Regions from separate parts of the Mus musculus genome. Here regions 1 and 3 are each linked to region 2. A link is a contact called in public HiChIP or PLAC-seq and promoter capture Hi-C data. All regions are on one chromosome and are shown on one strand. The core of a region is the stretch at or near the end of the contact, and the rest is flanking DNA. Distances in the headings are between cores, read along the strand shown. Region 1 overlaps Cdyl (chromodomain protein, Y chromosome-like). Region 2 holds the start of Pxdc1 (PX domain containing 1). Region 3 overlaps Cdyl (chromodomain protein, Y chromosome-like).

Region 1 (3,766 bases), core at 817-3,316, 1.2 Mb after region 2:
TGTCCTTTAATGTTCTTTTCCACAGAAATCATGTTGCATTATTTTTCATTAAATACAGCTGTTTTTAGGAAAACAATCAAACTTTTTTTTAAGATTTATTTATTTATTTATTATGTATAAGTACACTGTAGCTGTCTTCAGACACACCAGAAGAGGGCATCAGATCTCATTACAGATGGTTGTAAGCTACCCTGTGGTTGCTGGGATTTGAACTCAGGACCTCTGGAAGAGCAGCTCAGTGCTCTTAACCACTGGGCCATCTCTCTGGCCCCCAAACCCTTTTTATTCACATTTCTTGCATGGTCCAGGGCAGTCTAACTGGTTCCTGTGTTTCCTGATCTAAACTGTTATCATTGTCTTCTACCAGAACTCATGTACTCTGTGTAGTCTTATGTAACTAGTAAGGCACATTTAATTTCGCTGAAAAAATATAGTGTGTCTTCCTGTTAAATCTTTATTAGAAATATTGATGAAGTCTACTAGAACTTAAATTGGAAGATGTTTTAAAAGTGTTTGGTGTTTTCAAGAATCATGGTTCTATTTTTATTTTTTTCTTTTGTAATAATCTTTGACAAAATTTTGATGGCATCTATTTATCCTGGTTGTTTTGTTTTTGAGACAGGGTCTCGCTGCCTAGAACTCACAAAGACATGTCTATATCTTTGACCCTGGAATACTATGATTAAAGGCATGTGCCACCATCCTTGGCCTTATTCATGGGTATTTTCTAACTATTAACTAGAATGTGAAATATGTATTTGTTTTTCTTGCCCTTACACAACTGTTAATGAAACAGGATTATAGTGCCACAAGTGAGTGTCTGTCCCTCCTCCCGCCTCCATGTGTTGAGGTCAGGGCTGCTGGGACCTGTAGGACCCAGGCCTACCAGGTCAAGGCCATTGGTATTATGCTTTCAAGATGCATGGGAATCTCATCTCTTGCTTTCCCCTTTTGCTTCCTGACTGTGAAGTGAACACTGCCTGCCCCGTGTGTTCTCACCTTGGTGCGCTGCCCTGCCACAGCCCCCAGACATGGGACCAGTTGATCATGGACTTAAAACCTCCATAACCATGCAATAAAATCAACCTTTCTGTGAGAGTGAAGTCCAGGCCTCATGCGTGCTAGGCTGGCACTGTCCTGCTGGCCCAGCATCTGCTCTGTGTTGCTACAGCCATAGGACACTGATTTAAGCAGACATGCTTCTAAGGTAGCTGCTGCGGCGGTTGTCCTTTCTTGTTTATGGTTTGCCTTATTTCTGCTGAGAGATTGTTTCATCTTGAGAAATAGTATTTTCTCAAACAGTACTCGTTTTGAAGATATTTCCAGTATATTCTAAATGATTTTTATTCATTTTTGTTGTCGATATGGAAATAAGGGAGAGGTGGGATATTTGTCTTATAATGAGTCCAAGTGGTTACTATTTTCTGCTTTAGTTAAGAGTGCCATTCCATTTTCTCTTCCCTGGAGTTCTGAAGGTAAGTAGAATGTGTCTCACAGCCCCAGGTTGTGAGAATCATGGTTCGCCCGTGTCTGTGTATGCACACGTGATGCACATGCATCCTGACTGATCTTTGTTAAATGTCCTGGGTCCATAGGTTTCCGACTTGCCTGACATAGAAAACGTTGAGGTCTTCTTCATAGGAGCATGTGCATCATCCTGAGCCTCGGAGGCGTGACTTGGGTTTTGGGGAGTTTTGTTTTTTGAACAGATTTTCCAATCTTAAAACTCACTTTAAAAAAAAAAAACTCACTTTTTTGAAAATACAACTATTTACTCTTCTAGGTTTGTCTTAGAAATGGGCATAATAAGAAACATTTTTGGCAACTTCTTTGTCCTGGTTGGTTTCTGTCGTGATGAGCACCGTAACCAGCAGCATTTTGGAGAAGAGAGGGTTTGTTTGGCTTACGGCTCACATCATCAAGGATGTCACTGGATGATCTGTTTATGGTGTGAAGAATAGTTCTTCCTGGGTCCAGTCACCAGCAGGAAATTACAGTTGTGTGATTGTACTGTGGAGCAGTGAACAAGGAGCACTGGCAAGAGGTTTCCTGTCTGGCTAAGGAAGTCTACGGGGGTTGTTACAGGGGCAGCTGCATCACCCAAAGCCATGTTCCTGGAGTTTACTGCACTGCCTGAGGCAGCCCCACAGCTCGGTGTCCCCTCTCTCCCCCTCTCTCTGGCACTTGCTATTGCATACTTCACCTTTAGAGGGGCCCTATAGGACTTAAAGGGTTGGGGAGTGGTCTGCAACCTAGGAAGTTTGCTTTCTTCCTGGTTTCTTGGGTGCCCCCTAGAGTGTTGCAATGTGGAGGACTTTGTTACACAGTAGTTCTGCCCCAGGATGTTGAACTGCTGCTGCCTCTGGGTTAGCTTTGTGAATAACTGTTGAATAGGCGAAGGCCCTTGGAGTGTTGTGAATAGGAGTGAATGAAACATGACCCCACCCTCACAGGCCTTCTGGAATATGCCATTAGTAAATAAATGTGAAAGTGTGCTGAGAAAAACAACTTTTAGGGACTCTATAAAGGGAGTACAGGTGGTGATGGTGAGGGACCAGCACAAGGTGGGTTCATGGAAAAACTTGGCATGACTTCCTGAAGACCAGAACTTTTAGCCATTTGAAGGACTAGGGATAACCTTTTTTGTGCCCTGTATAAAGGCTGTCTTTGTTATTACTCTAATGCTGATTTCCATCTGGAAGAAAGTAGAGTACAGGCTGGACTTTGGTATTGTTATTTTTATGAGGCACTGCCTGTCCTGGGGTTTTCTAAACTTCTTCTCCATCACCTTATGATTGGTCAATAAAGAGCTGATCAGCCAATTAGCTGCATGGAAGAAAATAGGATGAGACTTCAGATTCAAATGGGAGGGTCCAAGGGAGAGGAGAGAGAAAGAAAAGAGAGGGCATAGGACCCAGAAAATGTGTTTGCCACGGGATTTGCCAGGAAGACACACCTGGAACAGCAGACCAGTGCAAGAATCAAACTGCAGGTAACAAGGGGCGGGGGGCTGGGATAAATAGCTTAGCGGGTTATAATAGCTCAGGTCGTCAGCTTGTTAATAATAATACCAGATCTCTGCATATATTACTCAGGATCTAAAGTGGACTGGTAAAGAGGGTATAGAAACACCCTATTGTTATCTAGGGCAGGTAAGGAAGTGAGACAAACCCGGATGGGCTCAAGAAGAGCACATGGCTTGACTGTCCCAGTGATGCAGAAATGCACAAATGCTATAGGCAGTCAGGATAGGCAGGGGATGCCAAAGCTCAGTCTTACATGAGCAGCACTTCCTATCTAAATAATGCATAGCTATGTGCCTCATGCGGGTTCTCAGACTCTGGAATCAGCAGGGCCTTCATGCACAGTAGCTGTTGGTTGGTTGGTTGGTTGGTTGGTTGGTTGGACAGGATCTCATTTTGTAACCCTGACTGTCGTGAACTTTGAGAAATCTTCCTTTCTCTGCCTCCTAAGTACTGAGATTAAAGGCATGTGTCACCATGCCCAGCAAGTTGATTATATTTGATACAGCCTTCAGTGATCCCTCATTCTTAGCTTTAAGGGTTGTTCTTTAAATGAGTAGTGTGTGCCAATTGTAAAATGTAGTTGGTTTCATTATAGCATTGCTGTAAGTGCATGTAATGTACAAACAAGGCTGCCTTGTTCCCAACCTTGCAGCAGACCATTGCTCTTCCTGTGAAGGTAACCGCCTGCTTTGTCAGTATCCGCTCTGGACATCACTTCCCGTACATACACTGGTCTCCAA
Region 2 (3,892 bases), core at 1,125-3,624:
CTCAACCCAGCCGCCCTGCCAGCTCCATCAGTACATCTAACCCACTTCTCCCTACCCTTCAGATACTTGAAGGCAGCTCTCATAGCCCTTGGTTTCCTCCATGATAGTCACCCACTTCTCATCACTTCTAAATACTTCCTTTACTCTGGAGAATGTGCAGCTACACTGCAGGGCCTGTGACTCCAGATGGTTGCATACATGCAAACGAGGCCAGGTGAACAAGGGTAAGATGGTTTCCTCCCTTCTGCTTCAGGGAAGGCCTTTTCGCCTGTGACTCCACCCTGAAGTCACATCCCTTCCCGCACTCTCTGCAACCAGCGCCCCTGGCCAGAAGGCACCAGTAGTAAACAAGTGTCCTTTACAGACGCTTATTGTCACCAGATACAGCCTGGCGGTTCACCCCTCACAAAACCCCACAGGCAACAGGTATTCTCATAGATGATTCTAGTCTGTGGTCACAGCAGAGCTCTGGGAACTGCTCAGAGGGAGAGCCAGAAAGTTCAACTTGTTTATGGACAGCCTTATTCCAGAAGAAGCCACTGAGTAAACCAGCGACCCTTCCTGATGCTTTCCTGACTCAGACATTCATTTGTTAAATTAAAACTACAACAAAGAGCGAATTTAAAGCAATAAAAACAGGCCTAATCTTGACAACGTTGCTCAGCCACTGGGAGCGGCTGGGATGGAGATCTAAACCAGGCTTGTCACTCCGGGCCTCCACACTCACTTGCTTTTGGGAACCTGTCCAAATGATGTGTCTGCCAGGGGATGTGTCATGAGAATGGAGCTAATTATCCACATAAGCCACACATTGGTGGAACCTATCACCAGAGGGAAACGGAGGTTATCTCAAGACCTTAGCCAGACAGGCGGCCAAGGAAATGCGTACTGGCTAACCTTGAGTAACTTTGCCCCAAGCTGTCACAGGATGACTGCTTTGAGGACTTGGGTCCAAGGGTCTCAGAGCCCCGGGAGGCCACGTACTGGGGGGAAGTCTGCTCAGAAGCTATATTGATCCCTCCTGCCCTACCGCTTACCCGGCTCTTTGCCTCACATTTTATTCTTCCCCCCTCCCCCGTCTCTATCAAGGTCTCTCTCCAGTTTCCTCCACTCTTCCAGTCCTTTTGCTGTCCTTAGGAAGCAAAGGGGAAGCCACTGCTGTTTGAGAAAAACAACAGTCACAGCCAACCAGGACCGTCACACGGCCTGAGAGGAGGCGGCCATGGCTAATCAAATCCGAATGCGGACCCGGCTCAGGGGTGGGGACCCTGGGTTGGCCGGACAGATCCAGGCGGGGCGGCCTCCTCCTAGGAGAGGTGGAAAAGATTGCTGCGTGGCACCTCGCTTTCAGGCTCAGCTGTCCCCGGGGCAGAATACAGATGGGGCCTCTACTGGGCAGGACCTGAGCAGCGATCATACCTGCTGCGATCACCCCAGTTTCGATACTCTATAACGGTCTCTACCCTTTCCAGCAAACCCATTCCAGCCTCTACTGGTTCTCCACAGCAGCTGGGACCCAGTAGCTGTCAGCTCTGGATGTCGCCTCCGCTTCTTCACTAGAGGCTCGTTCTTTGGGACAGTCAGGCGAGAGTCCTGCTGACCTTGTCCCTTTCCCCAGCCATCTCATTTATCCTCCAAGAGTGTGCGCCCCAGACTCCGTGCCGGTTCCCAGCCCTTTCTGAACGACCATTCAGGAAAGCCGGGGTCTAGGATGTCCTCCGTCAGGTGCCGAATAGTAGAGTTTTAAGTAACTCTTCCCGCGGACTTCATCGCACTTGGATGAGCTCCTCACTAAGTTCCTCCCCCACAAAGCCCCTCCCGAAAACCGCATCTCCCCGCATCCCCCGGTGCCCCCAGTCCCGCAGCCCCGCACCTTGCCGCAGCGGCGTGCGCGCCAGCTCAGACCGGTCCTCGGGGAAGGCATCGCGGAGGCGCTTGCACAGGCGGCCCAGGTCGGCGAAGCTGCGGTGCAGGTAGAGCACGCTGCGGTCCGACCACTCGGTGCGGATTTCGAAGAACTCCTCCTCATCGCCGCGCCTGCTGACGATGAGCCTGCGGATCCCGTTCACCCAGCAACCGCGCACGAACATGTTCACGAGCGACGTGCCCTCAAACACCGCCGAGGCCATGCCGCGGGCGGCGCATGCCCCTGCCGCCGGGGGCGCCCTCGGCCCCCGCCTGGGGTCCGCCTGGGCAGAGTGAGTCCTGGCAGGGGCGATCAGGGGTTCTCCGTGGGACGCGCTCGATTCCCGCAACGGCGGTTAAGAGTCCCCGTGGGGGAGAAGTTGGTGCCCCGCGAATACGCCGCAGCTCTGCGCTCACTCTGGGGCGGCTACGTGTGGCCCGCGCGCTCAGGGCGGCGCCGCCAGGAGTCTGTGGGACTGAACGGGCTGCGGCTTTATAAGGCACTTCCCATCGCGGGCGGCGACGTCGAGTCCCGGCTGCGGCGCCTCCCTCCTGCCTCCCGCTGACCCGCCGCGGGCGGTCCCGGCCCAGAGCTGCACGCAAATCGCCTCCTCCCTGGTCTGCCAACTGCTAGGCGAGGCTGGTCCTGCGCTCTCCCCGCGCGCAAGGCGACTTTCTCCTCGTTCCCACTCTGGATCCTCGGGATTCTCCAGCCCCGAGTTGAGCACTCTGCCAGGCCCACACGGGGGTGGGATCGACACGTCGCTGGAGTCCAGAGTCCCGGGGCGGCGCCGCATGGGGCGGGGACGCGGGCTCAGACCAAGCGGGAATCCGGGCAGAGGGACTGGTGCTGGTCCCCGCGCCGCCCTTGACTCGCCTGGTCTGGGCCGGGACTCGGGCTGACCCGCCCCGTGTCCCATCGGTTACCGGCGACTCCGCCCCGGGTCCTCCCGCGCATTCCGGTCGTGCCTTAGCTTGACGGAGGCCCGGGACGAGGCGGGACAGACAGACCAGAAGGCAAGACCGTGTGGTTCTTAGAAGAGGATCCCCAGGAGGGTTGTCCGCCAAAAGAATATGGGACAGAATTGTAGGAGACCGGGGTCTCCCCGGAGAGAGCAACTCAGGAGGAGCTTAGGAAGTCCCCCTTGGCAGAACGACCCACAGAGAAGGAATGTACCGCATGGCTCCCAATTGAAAAACAGTGTCTAGCATTAAGAATTGTAGCTTGGTTCCAGACATTCTTCTACCTACAACCTGGGAGAAAGACTATGCTTTTTATACGCTTCTAAATAGTCAGTGAACAAAGACGTTAGGCAACAGGTATTCCTTCTCTGGACCTCACTGACCCTGATTTCCGTTGACCGGTCATCCCCGGCAGGGGGCGGGTACTTAGATCGCTCGTGTCACTGCAGAAATCAGTCCTCCTATTTACCAAAAAGTTCTGCTCAGGCACGCCTATGCCAATCCCCACTACTGCCTGGAGCCATGTCCCTTCTGAAGCTGTCTCCTATCACAGCATCATCCCCAGGACCCCCCAGAAATACACTTTTTTAAGCACCCCATCTTTAGGGTAGAGTTTGCTGGGTGGGAACAACCAAGTCTCCAGTTCAGTTCGCTGCTGCTCGAGTGGCCTAGCTCTGTGAGGCTAGCCACCACTTTGAGTCTGTCATTCCTGGGCGCTGAAGAAAGTGTTTTCTTATTAATAGAAGTTGCTTCAAGAGATCTGGAAGTAAAACGAGATGGCAGAGTAAAAGCAGTCACTGTTGGGAAGTCACTGGTTAGAACACGCTATCTTTTATGCCGCTTAGATCATTCATTAATCACTTTTCTATACAGCCTAGAAACTTCATTTTACTACTTTAAAAAAAAAAGATGATAGGGGTCTGGAGTGCCTCACGTATGTAATTCAAGTAGCCCAGGCAGGGACAGGAAGACCTTTTAAAGCTGGAGGCCAACCTGGGATACCACAGTGCTTTCCAGGTTAACA
Region 3 (3,918 bases), core at 242-2,741, 1.2 Mb after region 2:
GCTTCAGGCGTGTGGAGGAGTAAGTTGGTAAGTCCTTTGTACTAGGTTTTGGGGGAGAATATTTCAGGGCTTTGTATACTTAGTCAAGCACACAATGGTAGATTAAGGAATATATATTCGTAAAAACTGACTTTACTTAGGGAATAAGAGTGGAAATGGGCAGTAACTGACTGGAAGAACACACAGACATGTGAAGAGAGGCGTCTGCCAGTGAGTACACAGAGCAGACCTTTGAGCTCTGTAGAGGCATCACGATAGGAGTCTGCTTTGAGATACTGATGCTACAAGATGGGTTTTTTGTTGTTGTTGTTGTTTTGGGGTTTTTTTGTTTTTGTTTTTTGTTTGGTTGGTTGGTTGGTTTTTTGGATTTTCGAGACAAGAGTTTCTCTGTGTAGACCTGGCTGTCATGGAACTCACTTTGTAGACCAGGCTGGCCTTCAACTCAGAAATCTGCCTGCCTCTGCCTCCCGAGAGCTGGGACTAAAGGTGTGCGCCACCACGATTTCTGTCGATGTAGTCAAGTCACCCTGCCTCCTAAACAGCCTTGTCTGCCAGTAGACTTCCATGTGCATGCAAGTGTCCACTTAGGGTTTGAGTTGTGTTTTGTGGGCTGTAGAACAGCCTTGTTATATTTCATACAGGGTTGAGTTTTATTCCTCTGATGGATGAGCTCTGTTAGCAGAAGGCTGGGTTTCTAACAACAGAGTAACAGCTTATAATTGAGAACATTTTTAATTAAACCCAGTGGGTGAGATGTACAAATGTTTCTTCTGTGAAGAGCCTATCTTGTGCCTGATATATTCTGTATTTAGTTTAGTTTTGACATGCTTTGGGGTTTGTATTATGTTCTTTGCTTTTCTTTTTGCTGTAAAATATGTAGCTAAAGCAGCTTAGAAGAGGAGATTCATTGGGGCTCACAGTTTAAGAGAACACAGTCGTGACAGGGTCTCAAAGCCAGGAGTTGCTCACTGTCACAGCGGAGGGAGCACAGTCAGTCATGACAGGGAGGCAGGGCTGGGAGCTACTTTTGTGGCCAAGGGAGCTTTGCTGACAGCTCTGCCGCTCAGGAAGTAGGTGACAGGTATGAGCCCACACTCCTCAGCCACCAGCTTCTCCAGCTAAGCCCTTCTAAAGGTTCCCAGACCACTTCTAACCTCCACCCGCTGGTTCAAACACACGAGCCTGGCCAGAGCCTTTATAGTCAAGTCATTACAGGGCTGAGTGTTTTGCTCATGGAACATGAGTTTTAAAGTGAGTGTTTTGGCAAAATTTTTAAAATTTAAGATAAATTCAGATAAACTGTAGTTTTTAACTTTTCTGTGGTGTTATGAAAATAGAGCCAGACAAAAAATTCCCAGCCTCAGAATTTCTAGTTATTTTTAGCCCCTCTACAGTTCCATCTTTGTCTCTCCATTTAATAAAGCTAGGCTGTACAGCATAGTACCAGTCATTCAGACACACAACAGAAATTCCTTTATGTGACTTTTTCAAGCTTTCCATTTAGCATGTTTGGTCTGTGTGGCCTGAGAGAAACAGCAACGCTGTCTGCTGTTGTGAGGCAGCTGAAGAGGACACAGTTGTGAAGTGAGTGCATGGTTGTGTTTGCAGTTGTGGCATTGTGTGAAGTGGTTCTGATTCACCCTGTGTATTCAGCACACACATGAAGGCTTGGTTCAGTTTGTAATTTGTGGAGTATAAAAGCAGCAGACACACACACACACGTTAATTTGTACCAGATGCTATTCTGCACGTATTCAGGAGAGAGGGGGAAGGGGGAGGAGGAGAGAGAGAAAGATAGACAAACCTGGGAATGTGGCTTATTAGCCTTGTCTTTTTTTCAGCAGCATTTCCCTTAATGTTTTTAATTTATTTTGATTTGGGTAAACCTCTTAAGAAGAAAGTGAATCGGGGCTGGCAAGACAGTTAGGTAGATAAACTCATTTGCTGCCAAGTCTGACAGCTTGAGTTTGATTGATTCAAAAATGGGTGGATAATGTAACAAGTGTCAGAACTTCCAGCGAGAAAGATCCGTTTCATCTTTTTATTCATAGAGAACTTTTGATCTCATTGAGGCAGAGTGGCCTTGTACACACTCACGTATGCGCTGTGATCTCACTGCTGTGCGTCTAGTGCCCACAGGACAGGGGAGAAGTAGATCAGGCCATCACTGTGCTGTGCGGTAGTCGGGATGGGTGGAAATTCACACATGCTAATAACCTAAGCAACAGCCTTTCTCCTTTGTCTTTGTTCTGGAAGTTAGCTTAATATGTAACACTTTGGAAAACATGTGAAGTGCAGCAGCCTTACTTCTGCCAACCTGCATTAAGAATAAACCGGGTGAATGCAATAATGAAGGTAGTAACACGAGGCATAGTGTGCTGGGCTTTAAGATGGTTCAAGATGGTTGAATGCCCGGGCACATAGGCAGGGGATGCAGCCACATGTAGCACAGCCATGGAGTCTTCCTCTCACCTGCCCACTGGCTCTCCTGCTCTCCGCCTGCCTAGCGTGAACATGTGTGGTTATCTCCAATTCCTTCCTTGGAATCCCTTAGCTGCGTTCCCAACTAGTAAGTAGACAGCTTTAAACCCCCCATGCTCACTGTAAGGTTGGGGCGCTCTGTGAAATCCACACTTGGCCTCCCAAGAGCTTCCTCACAGCCTGGTAAGCCTTACACTCGGGTGAGATGAGATGATATTTGTGTTTACTGGTGCTTCGTTTTTCTTTATGGGTCGCTTAGAATTTGTCCCACTCTGTTTGTAGTGCTGGCTGTACTGATGTGGAAGAGAAAGTTATGCAGTCTCAATCTTCTTATGCACAGCATCTCTGCCTGACTTTGTGGTGCCTCTGTTTTGTGCACATGCACATGTGTTCAGTGTTGGCATTGGGAATGGCTATGTGCTTCACCACCGCTTAGGCCTTGGGAACTATTATGCTGGGTTCCTCATAAGAAACTGTTGTGTAGCTGTGGGCCACTGTACCCCTGGTGGCAGTATTTGGTACTGTTAGTCAGAGGTTCTTTTTATGCCAAGAGCCGCGTAGATGGTCTTCTGTTATGTAGGCTGTGTGAGGTCGAGTAGAAGATGCATAGCTCTCAGGTGTATAGAATCTTAACAGACGTATGCACTTGTATAACTACTGTCTGCTAGACACCGGGACCGTTGTCATCCATGAAATTCACTGTGTTCCTTTCATCGCCTCCGCCACACACAAACTTTGTCTAGCATCTTTGTTCAAACGAGTTCTACCATGTAGCTTTTCACTGCCCAGCATACAAGGTTTGGTTGAATCAGTAGCTGTCCTTTGCTCTAACAAGCACCTAACATAAGTCAATTTACAAGAAATGTATTTGGGCTAGGAGTTTCAGAGATTTCAGCCCATGGTTTCTTGGCTCCAGCAGCCAGCAGCCTACCATGATAGGAGCGGGGAGTGGAGGAAGCCGCTTATCTCACCATATCCTGGAAACAGAGACACATATGGGCTGGAGTTCCCAGTGTCCCCTTCAAGTGTCACTCTTAGTTATCTTGTACTAGGAGACCAAGCCTGTAAAACATGTTAAGCAGTACAGTTGTTAAGCCAAGTACAGCTCTCCAGGATAGGAGGCCATGTTGGACAGTGAAACCGAGAGGAGCATCTACCAGGAGGCGTCTTTACAGATTTCTTTATAAAGGTAGAACTAACTTTGTCTCATTTGTATCAGGGTTCTGTCCCCCATCCTCCATTTCAAATATTGGAACACAATCCCTGTTGCGCTGCTGTTGCAAGTTCGCCGGTACCTTCTATCATGTGGGATCACAGAAGCAGCAGCATCTGAGGGGATTGGTCCCTGTTGGGCACGCCAGTCTGCTGACGGAGTAGTAAACTCGTGTTGTTTGTAAATAATGTAAGCAGCCCCAACAGGCAGACACTGGTTGGAGC

Evidence for each region. Promoter capture Hi-C pulls out the DNA fragments that hold promoters and counts their contacts. HiChIP or PLAC-seq counts read pairs in DNA pulled down with a chosen protein or histone mark.
Region 1: an H3K4me3 HiChIP or PLAC-seq map of embryonic stem cells shows a contact between it and region 2, with 4 times the contacts expected there. The contact joins the enhancer-like site here to the promoter of Pxdc1 in region 2. A contact is called at or near these places in 3 of 39 promoter capture datasets (hippocampal neurons, pre-B cells and stem cell-derived epiblast-like cells), 2 of 115 datasets of contacts at active chromatin or transcription factors (embryonic stem cells and forebrain) and 1 of 9 other capture datasets (liver).
Region 3: a promoter capture Hi-C map of pre-B cells shows a contact between it and region 2, with 4 times the contacts expected there. The contact joins the enhancer-like site here to the promoter of Pxdc1 in region 2. A contact is called at or near these places in 10 of 39 promoter capture datasets (3T3-L1-derived adipocytes, the C10 cell line, the HPC-7 cell line and 7 more) and 1 of 115 datasets of contacts at active chromatin or transcription factors (stem cell-derived neural progenitor cells).

Annotation. Positions count from the first base shown.
Region 1 is chr13:35,850,640-35,854,405 of GRCm38.p6, forward strand. All of the region lies in intron 5 of Cdyl (chromodomain protein, Y chromosome-like), which reads left to right. Among named protein-coding and RNA genes, the nearest start is that of Rpp40, 54 kb to the right of the region's middle. Within about 2 kb of position 2,067, at least 18 of the 459 cell types and tissues checked have an H3K27ac peak or open chromatin away from gene starts, as enhancers often do. A contact at or near this core is called in embryonic stem cells, where this site is marked.
Region 2 is chr13:34,650,307-34,654,198 of GRCm38.p6, forward strand. Pxdc1 (PX domain containing 1) reads right to left here and starts at 2,375. Exons shown (of 5, transcript NM_025831.3): 1 at 1,874-2,375. The coding sequence starts at 2,129. Gm15908 (predicted gene 15908) reads left to right here and starts at 2,617. Exons shown (of 4, transcript NR_105041.1): 1 at 2,617-2,922.
Region 3 is chr13:35,804,255-35,808,172 of GRCm38.p6, forward strand. The region is part of intron 4 of Cdyl (chromodomain protein, Y chromosome-like); the gene reads left to right. Among named protein-coding and RNA genes, the nearest start is that of Rpp40, 100 kb to the right of the region's middle. Within about 2 kb of position 1,492, at least 29 of the 459 cell types and tissues checked have an H3K27ac peak or open chromatin away from gene starts, as enhancers often do.